Linked DNA regions of Mus musculus: region 2 is linked to region 1. The links are chromatin contacts, called in public HiChIP or PLAC-seq maps. All regions are on one chromosome and are shown on one strand. The core of a region is the stretch at or near the end of the contact, and the rest is flanking DNA. Distances in the headings are between cores, read along the strand shown.

Region 1 (3,685 bases), core at 728-3,227:
AGACTTTTGGAAGAGTAAGAGACTTTATGAAAATATACATACTCATACTTTTAACATTCAGCTATTGAGTTCCAATTAAGACCTTCCATAAGTATGTATTTTTTTTGTCTTTAGGTACTCATTAGTTGTTTTATATTTCTCCATTTCCTACCACTAAAGTTTCACTTCTTGAGAGGCCAGATGAAGAATGTTATGGAGGGTGATGGAGAGCTTGACAAGAGAGGTTTCTGTTGACTGACAGTGGAAACCTAGTTGGAGCAGATTGAAAAAGAACACTGGGAGGCATGTGGCTGGAGAGACGACTGAATACATAGAGTATTTGTCTGTATTTGATTCCTGGCATCCACATCGTTGGTTGAAGGAAAGGAATGGGCTCCTGCAGGTCAACCTGTGACTCCCACACCTACACATGTCATGCATTCCTCAATACATATGATTTTTAAAAACCTGGGCATGCATGGTGATCTGCCTATAATCCCTAGCTTAGGAGAAGTAAGGAGATTCCCCAAGATATGCTGGCTAGAGGTGTAGCTAGACCAGTCAAATCCCAAGTTTCTGGTTTAATGAGAGTTTCTGCCTCAGTGAATGAAGGAGAGAACGACTGAGGGGGATGCTCAATGTCAACTCTTGGTCTTCACATGGATGCTATTCTCACATGTGTGACATACCCCCCACACACACACACACACAGAGAGAGAGAGAGAGAGAGAGAGAGAGAGAGAGAGAGAGAGAGATGAGGAAATGGTAGCAGCATGCAGATGTGGGCCTCAGTATTTACAGGTTTTGTACCTGCGTAGTCCATTAAGCACAGACTAAAGATATTGAGAGAAAAAGGTCTAGATGAACCGTGTCCAAGCCCTTTTCATCATTGTCATTATTTCCTAAAGAAAATCATATGCCAACTATCTATATTAGCAGCAATCTAGAGATAGTTTTAAGAACATAGGATGATGTTTGTAGATTATATGCAGATATGTCTTAAGGGACATGTGCATCCATGAGTTTTGGTATTCATGAGCTTCCTGGAACCCATGCCTCAAGATTATTGAGGGAAAAGAGTATTTACATCTCTTATGAGAATTATTGTTTTAAGAAAAGGCAAAAAGCCCCCGCCACAGAACCAAAAACAAAAATAGGAAAAGAAAAAAGAGGTAGTTGCTGGTACGTGAACTCTAGAGAGAGACTCTTTTCTAAGAAGGTAGACATTCTAAGACTCACTGTATCTGAAGAAAAATATAGATATAGGTTACCATATATTCAGAGTTTTCGCCAAAAGGCTGAGGCCAGCTTATAGATCTCGGGCTCATTTTATCAAGAGCAAAACTACCTTACATGCCCTGTGTCTTTAAGCAGAGCTGCCAGGGTGGAGGAGGCCCAGGAACACTCCTTTTTTTTTTCTGCCAAGTTAGCAAGCTTTGATTCAAGAGACCATACCATCCCAGAACTGGCCAGTCATAGCATCCTAACCTCTCATTAAACCAACTGTGGAGTCTGAGGCTTAGCAGAGTTAGACTTGAAACTTTGCTCTCAGAATTCTACTGGGTAAGGATTTAGAACGTGGCTTTGGGACCTAAAAATACCTCTGAGTGGAATTATGCCATAGTTTATTAGTTGCATAACCCCCAAGGCAAGTTATCCTTGGTTTTCACATCAGCTGAATGACAGAACTCTACACTATTTCAACAAATAAGCATTGGAATGAGGCATTTTCTTCTACAATTGTAAAATTAAACCAAGAGAAGACAAGTGCTTCGTCCAGTGATGGGTATTAGGGTAAGCACTGATTCACGTTGGCCATTTGCATGCATAGAAATGAAATGTTATAAACTTGCATGTACAGAAAAATTCTAAAAATGTTATGGATACTTCTACAAATGGGATATAATAAACACCAGAGAAAGCACACAGGCCACAATGTTTAGTCTAAGTCTTGCTAAGCGTGTAACTAGCTGTAGTCACTGTGCTCATAGACTCTTACTCATGGTTGACTCAAGTCTAAGGCCTTTTTCCAAGGCCTGTTTGGCCTGCCCATGTGCAATGGTTATCTTCTCTATGAAAACTTCAGAGTCACCTCCCTCCCACATGGACGCAGGATACCCCTGTTCTCTCTTGCTCTTTGAAGCTAGCCAGGAGTTTAAATTTGCTGGTTGTGGCTACGGGTTGCCAGGAACAAAAACCAATCGTCTTTCAATGGCTTCAGAATTGCCTGACAGGAACAGAATGAGTGCAACAAAGCTGTGGACCCGGGCAGAAAGGCTGAGGGACAGGAAAGGAAAGCTATCTTTGCCAGCTCTTCCCAGAGCTATAAATGTACTCACTTTCAGCGGGCTGGCCAGACGCTGCCTCTGCTTCTTTGGGTAGGTGTCCTCCTTTCTTGTTGCCCCATATTCTGCTTCTTGACATTATCACAGATTCTGTTTGTAGTAGTCCAAGTAGCTTAGGATGTTTGTTCTCTCCCTTGGGAACCCAATTCCCCCCTTTGAAAAAAGAAATTTCCCAGTCACCACTTTGCTTAAACCATGTTTCCAATGTTAGTTTTCTTCTCGCTGGAGATGAGCAAGGCAGGGCAGAATTAAAACCCAAAGAACAGCATAAGTTAATTGGAGTCTGAAAAGATCAGGATACTCAAAGCTCAGCTTGATAAAACCCCATAGGGTTTGGAAATGAGTCTTATGGGATCCAAAAAATAAAATAAATAAAATTTAAAAACCTGTTTCCTATTGCCCCAGGGATCCACTTACCAACTTTCTATAGTAATCTTTGAACTTCTGAACTACAATCAAAGGCTTAGTTTAAATAAACAATATATTTATGCTTCTACTTTACATATACTGCTGAAAAAGTGGCTGAGATGCAAAATAAAAGTTTTATAATCTTCTTAGTTATATAAACTGTACTATAGTGGAAAATATTGTGCCAAGATGCCTGACTTTTTTTGGCTATAACTGACATATACATAATTTTATCTTTCTCAGTTAAACACACACACAAACACACACACACAGTGTAAGCTAATGTACCCTCTAAAGTGGAAACTTAAGGGTTCTTTGGAGAGTCAGTTGTGTTGGATGATGTTCTGCTAGGGCAAATGTGAAGGTGTGCTTTCCTGAAGCAGAAACAGGTGAAAGGATGTTCTTCTAAAGCAAGCACATGAAAAGACACATGATGAAGAATTCTTTGATAACAACAGGCATGTAGTGGTCCACCTTATATTGCATAGTTGAGCTCCATTTGTTGGGACTCCATAGAGAGAAACACACAAAAACAAAAACAAAACTGGTGGTATGCTTGCAGCATCTTGCTGCTTCCTTGGACTTGGGCCAAGTGGCAAAGTGATGTCAGCTGAGACAGACTCTCGTGGAGTTTTGCTAAGACAGACACACATGCTGAGGCAAGACATGTGATGAGGTAAGACCCATTAAGGACACATGGTGCTTGGAGGGATTATAAATAGGACTCAAGGGACTGTGAGAGAGGCTTATTGGTAGATCTTGCTGTACAATGCTTCTTGGTCTCTCGTCTTCACTGATCTTTACTTCGCTGAGAGAGGCATGGCAGTGAACTTCTAGTGTTCCTGCTGGTCCCAATGTCTCCTGCTGAGTCATGCAGATTCAGCTGAGGCCTGCCTGTTCCTCCTAGGTCATACTGCTATCCTAACACCACTGAACTGGACCGCTGGTCCAGG
Region 2 (3,685 bases), core at 628-3,127, 630 kb after region 1:
AATTTACAGGAGGATTTACCACGAGGATATCATGAAGATATCTCCATGTCTTCTGGGGATCTAAGAGAAAAGGCTATCGAATGGAAGCAGCACAAACTGGCTACAGTTAAAGGAGAACTCGCCTATTAGACTGAGAAAATGAGCTACTGAGGATGGTTCTGTCCTTTGGAAAAAGACAAGATGGGGCCAGGGCAAGTCTCTGAAACATATATTGATTCACTTACCTAAAAGCAATGGGAATAAGCAGACAGTCACTTGCAGCTTGTAGCTTTATGGTTCTGGGGAGGAGAGAGGCTCCTGAAGTGGAAGCAGAGGGTCAGCTAGAGACCTGCATAAGCATCATTAAGCTCTAGGCTTGACCTTGCAAAGCTGGAAATACCTGTTCCAGCACTATCAGGCTGAAGCGGCAGCCTGGCATCCAGTGTGTAATTTACGTTGAACACACACTGCTTTATCAGAGCTTGGCAATTAGTCACATGCCCAGAACAAGGACATTGCATGAGAAATGTAGCCTCGGGGACAGTGGCTGATTATTTCCCGGGTGCTTATTAGCAAGGCTGATGCTAATTCCAATCCACATTTGCCTGTTAGGACACAGGAGTAACTTTCAGTGATTTGGTCAGTTCCTCTGCCCATGTCTGCCACGGAGCAGCTCTGCTTGGGACCATGGGCTCCCTAGGTCTAAGACCTGGACTAAGAGAGGTATTCAGATAACTCAAATGATGGCATTGCAGGTTGATTTACTAGATGAAATTATGGGGCTGGATCATATTTGACCTGAAACAATAGCTATTCCCCCTCCATACACACAACCAATTTATAGAAATGCTATTACTCTCCAGCCATTGTGCTAACCCAGCAGCGAACGTAAATACGATCAAAGCATATTAACAGCGTTTAAAAGGATGGGTTTGGTTGTGCCCACGCTGCTTTGTTTACTGAGATGGTCACCGGGGATTTCTTTTTCTTCCAAAACTTACAGGACACATCTTAAAATGTAGGTGCTGTGTGGAAGAGTGTACTGAAAGGTAGCATGCCATCCCAGATGAACAAGCCTCTCCCTGGCACTGAGTTTTTAACAGAACAGCTTCAGCTAACAGCCAGTTTTGGCAGCTGGAGCTCTGTCCCAGCCCCCCTGCTCCCCTGACCTAGCATATACCTTCCCATTCCCCTCCCCCTTCCCTCTTCCACTTCTTGAGACTGTTCTCAAACTCCCTATGAAGCAGAGGGTGACCTTGAACTTCCCATCCCCTGCCTTCTTTGCTAGGATTGTATGGGTGCCCGCCATGCTCAGTTCTTATCTTCATTTTGCGACTGACTCCCTCTGCACCACGGCCTGATGTTTCACCACACCGGGGTGTGTGTGTATGTGTGTGTTTGTGTGTGTGAAAATGTCTCTGAGTTTGGACTGACCTCCCTGGTGTCAGACGTGTTGCCCGGAGCCTGGAAGAGTCCCCTGTGATCATCACTGCCTTCCCTTTGCCACACCTCTGCCTCAGGCTGGTGCCTCCAGCAGCTGAGGGAATTCTGCATGCTGATTTAGTGCCAATTAGACTGTGTTGTTTGGGTCCTCACATTGTCCCTTCAGCCTGTGAGGACCGGGAACAAAATATACTCTGCCATTGTATGCCACTGTATCTGAAGCGAGGTATTTCACAGCTATGAGCCTCAGTTTTCTATAAAACGAGCACAGTTATATATTACTCAGTGTCCTTATAGTGAATATCTCCTGTTGTTAACAATCAGGAACAAGTGGTGTTTGTCCCCAGCATTCGACTACAACCGGCCTTCGTCTCCTGAACTCCAGTCATTTCCTTTAAAGGACCTTTTCAACCCTGGCAAAACAGTTAAAGTAGCTACGGCTCGAGTCATAGGGTACACAGGACGACTCAGTGCCTCTTCTAGATGGACAGAGGCCAGACCACATGCCTGCAGGGACACGGGGAAGGTTGGCGAGATAACATCTACATGGAAGGTGCAGAGGTGTGCTCTCCTTTGCCAAGTTGCAATCACCCTGGTCCTGGGGCAAGGGCTCCTTTGTCCGGCTTTGAAAGAGAAGGCACAGCAGGTACTCCAGGGCTCTCAGCAACCCCACACCTCCTCCTCTACCCCCGTACCGCACCATGCCCTAGCAGGGCCAGGGAAAGAACAGCAGCATGTGGACTGTTGAAGTTCTGATTAAGTTTCTGAGTTCAGAATGAAATCCTGGTACTGCAGAGTCTCCTGGAGGCCAATAGCTACAGAGGCCTGGGGGATCCAACAGTAGCCCAGTGGCCACCTCTCTGAACTTCCATTTCCTTTCCGGAAGACAGGATAGCACTACCTACTTCATTCAGATCGGAGGCTACAAAGCCAGCCTGTCTTGAAAACTGAAGAGTAGTGCATGTTAATTGGATGATATTTGATACTTGTCCCTCACTCCTTATCTGAAAGCAACCATGGTCAAGAAAGAAACGCCTGACTCTATTTGCCTGCCCCAGGGCAGTCCTTGTTGCCTCTCTACAAGGCTGAGTTACGGATTAGGAACCCTGAGAAAAGATGGTAGGATCGATTCTATTTTTAAGGAACAGCTCAATGCTTGCAGTGAGTGGGGCCACGAAGCCATGTTATTATATAGAAGTAGTATTAACTTTAATTTATGTCACTGTTCTAACTCATATTCCCTCCTGGTGCCATATAGTGTCTGTCTCAACCCCCGCTTCTCCCACACCTTTTAGAACAGCTGCCCTTTCTCTGCTGGACTTTAGCACTCTGGCCCTGAAGGCGGCCCCCGGGTTTCAGGATCCGGGGTCTGTGACATTAGATGTGCTGATTGTAGCTTTGGTGGCAGCCATCATCAAACAGGCAAGCAGGACAGCTTGAGCTGTTCAGACAGTGGGACAGAAAAGGCACAGATGCCCTGTTACAGGGAGTCAAGCGTCTCCCCATGACCCTGGCCACCACAAGGTTTAGGAAAGACTCCCATTTTCCCAGAGCTTCGGCTGTGGCTCGCTGACAAACGGGCCCCTCAATAATCTGATTGTATGCTTTCAAAATAATTCTCAGTAATGCTCCAAGAATGTCTGAACTGCTGTGTGAACTCACTGCTTTGCATATTTTTCCACTTATTATCGAGAACTTGGGTGGACCCTGCCCATGACCTTGCTTTTCTGAGGGCCTCCAGGCGAGGCTCAAGGCAGTCTCTCAGGCTGGTGAACTTGCGGTGGCCTCCTGTCTTATTCCCACTCTTAAGCTGAGCCCATACTGTCTCTTCCTGCTCCCTCTTCAGAGACAAGGTTGAAAAGAAGGATAGCTTTGAGTATAGATCACGCAGCAGAGAATGACATGAGACTGTACTGTAGCTCTGAATTTTCATGAAGTGAGGTTCTGGGAAGAGAAGGTGAGGGCAGAGGAGGTGCTGCCTCCCGTGTCCTATTTGCTGGACCTAAGTGCCCAAGGAAGGGGCACACTGTTTTTTTTTTTTTTTTTTTGATTTATTTATTTTTATTATATATAAGTACACTGTAGCTGTCTTCAGACACTCCAGAAGAGGGAGTCAGATCTCATTACGGATGGTTGTGAGCCACCATGTGGTTGCTGAGATTTGAACTTCGGACCTTCGGAAGAGCAGTCGGGTGCTCTTACCCACTGAGCCATCTCACCAGCCCCCGGGCACACTGTTTTTGATTAAGATGACTGCTCAACA

The links. HiChIP or PLAC-seq counts read pairs in DNA pulled down with a chosen protein or histone mark.
Region 2: a CTCF HiChIP or PLAC-seq map of the NIH/3T3 cell line shows a contact between it and region 1, with 5 read pairs. The contact joins two enhancer-like sites. A contact is called at or near these places in 1 of 15 datasets of contacts at CTCF or cohesin (the NIH/3T3 cell line) and 1 of 9 other capture datasets (embryonic stem cells).

The regions. Positions count from the first base shown.
Region 1 is chr13:107,327,239-107,330,923 of GRCm38.p6, forward strand. No RefSeq gene overlaps it. Among named protein-coding and RNA genes, the nearest start is that of Gm31715, 120 kb to the left of the region's middle. Within about 2 kb of position 1,978, at least 19 of the 459 cell types and tissues checked have an H3K27ac peak or open chromatin away from gene starts, as enhancers often do. A contact at or near this core is called in the NIH/3T3 cell line, where this site is marked.
Region 2 is chr13:107,961,739-107,965,423 of GRCm38.p6, forward strand. No RefSeq gene overlaps it. Among named protein-coding and RNA genes, the nearest start is that of Gm38557, 7.5 kb to the left of the region's middle. Within about 2 kb of position 1,878, at least 46 of the 459 cell types and tissues checked have an H3K27ac peak or open chromatin away from gene starts, as enhancers often do. A contact at or near this core is called in the NIH/3T3 cell line, where this site is marked.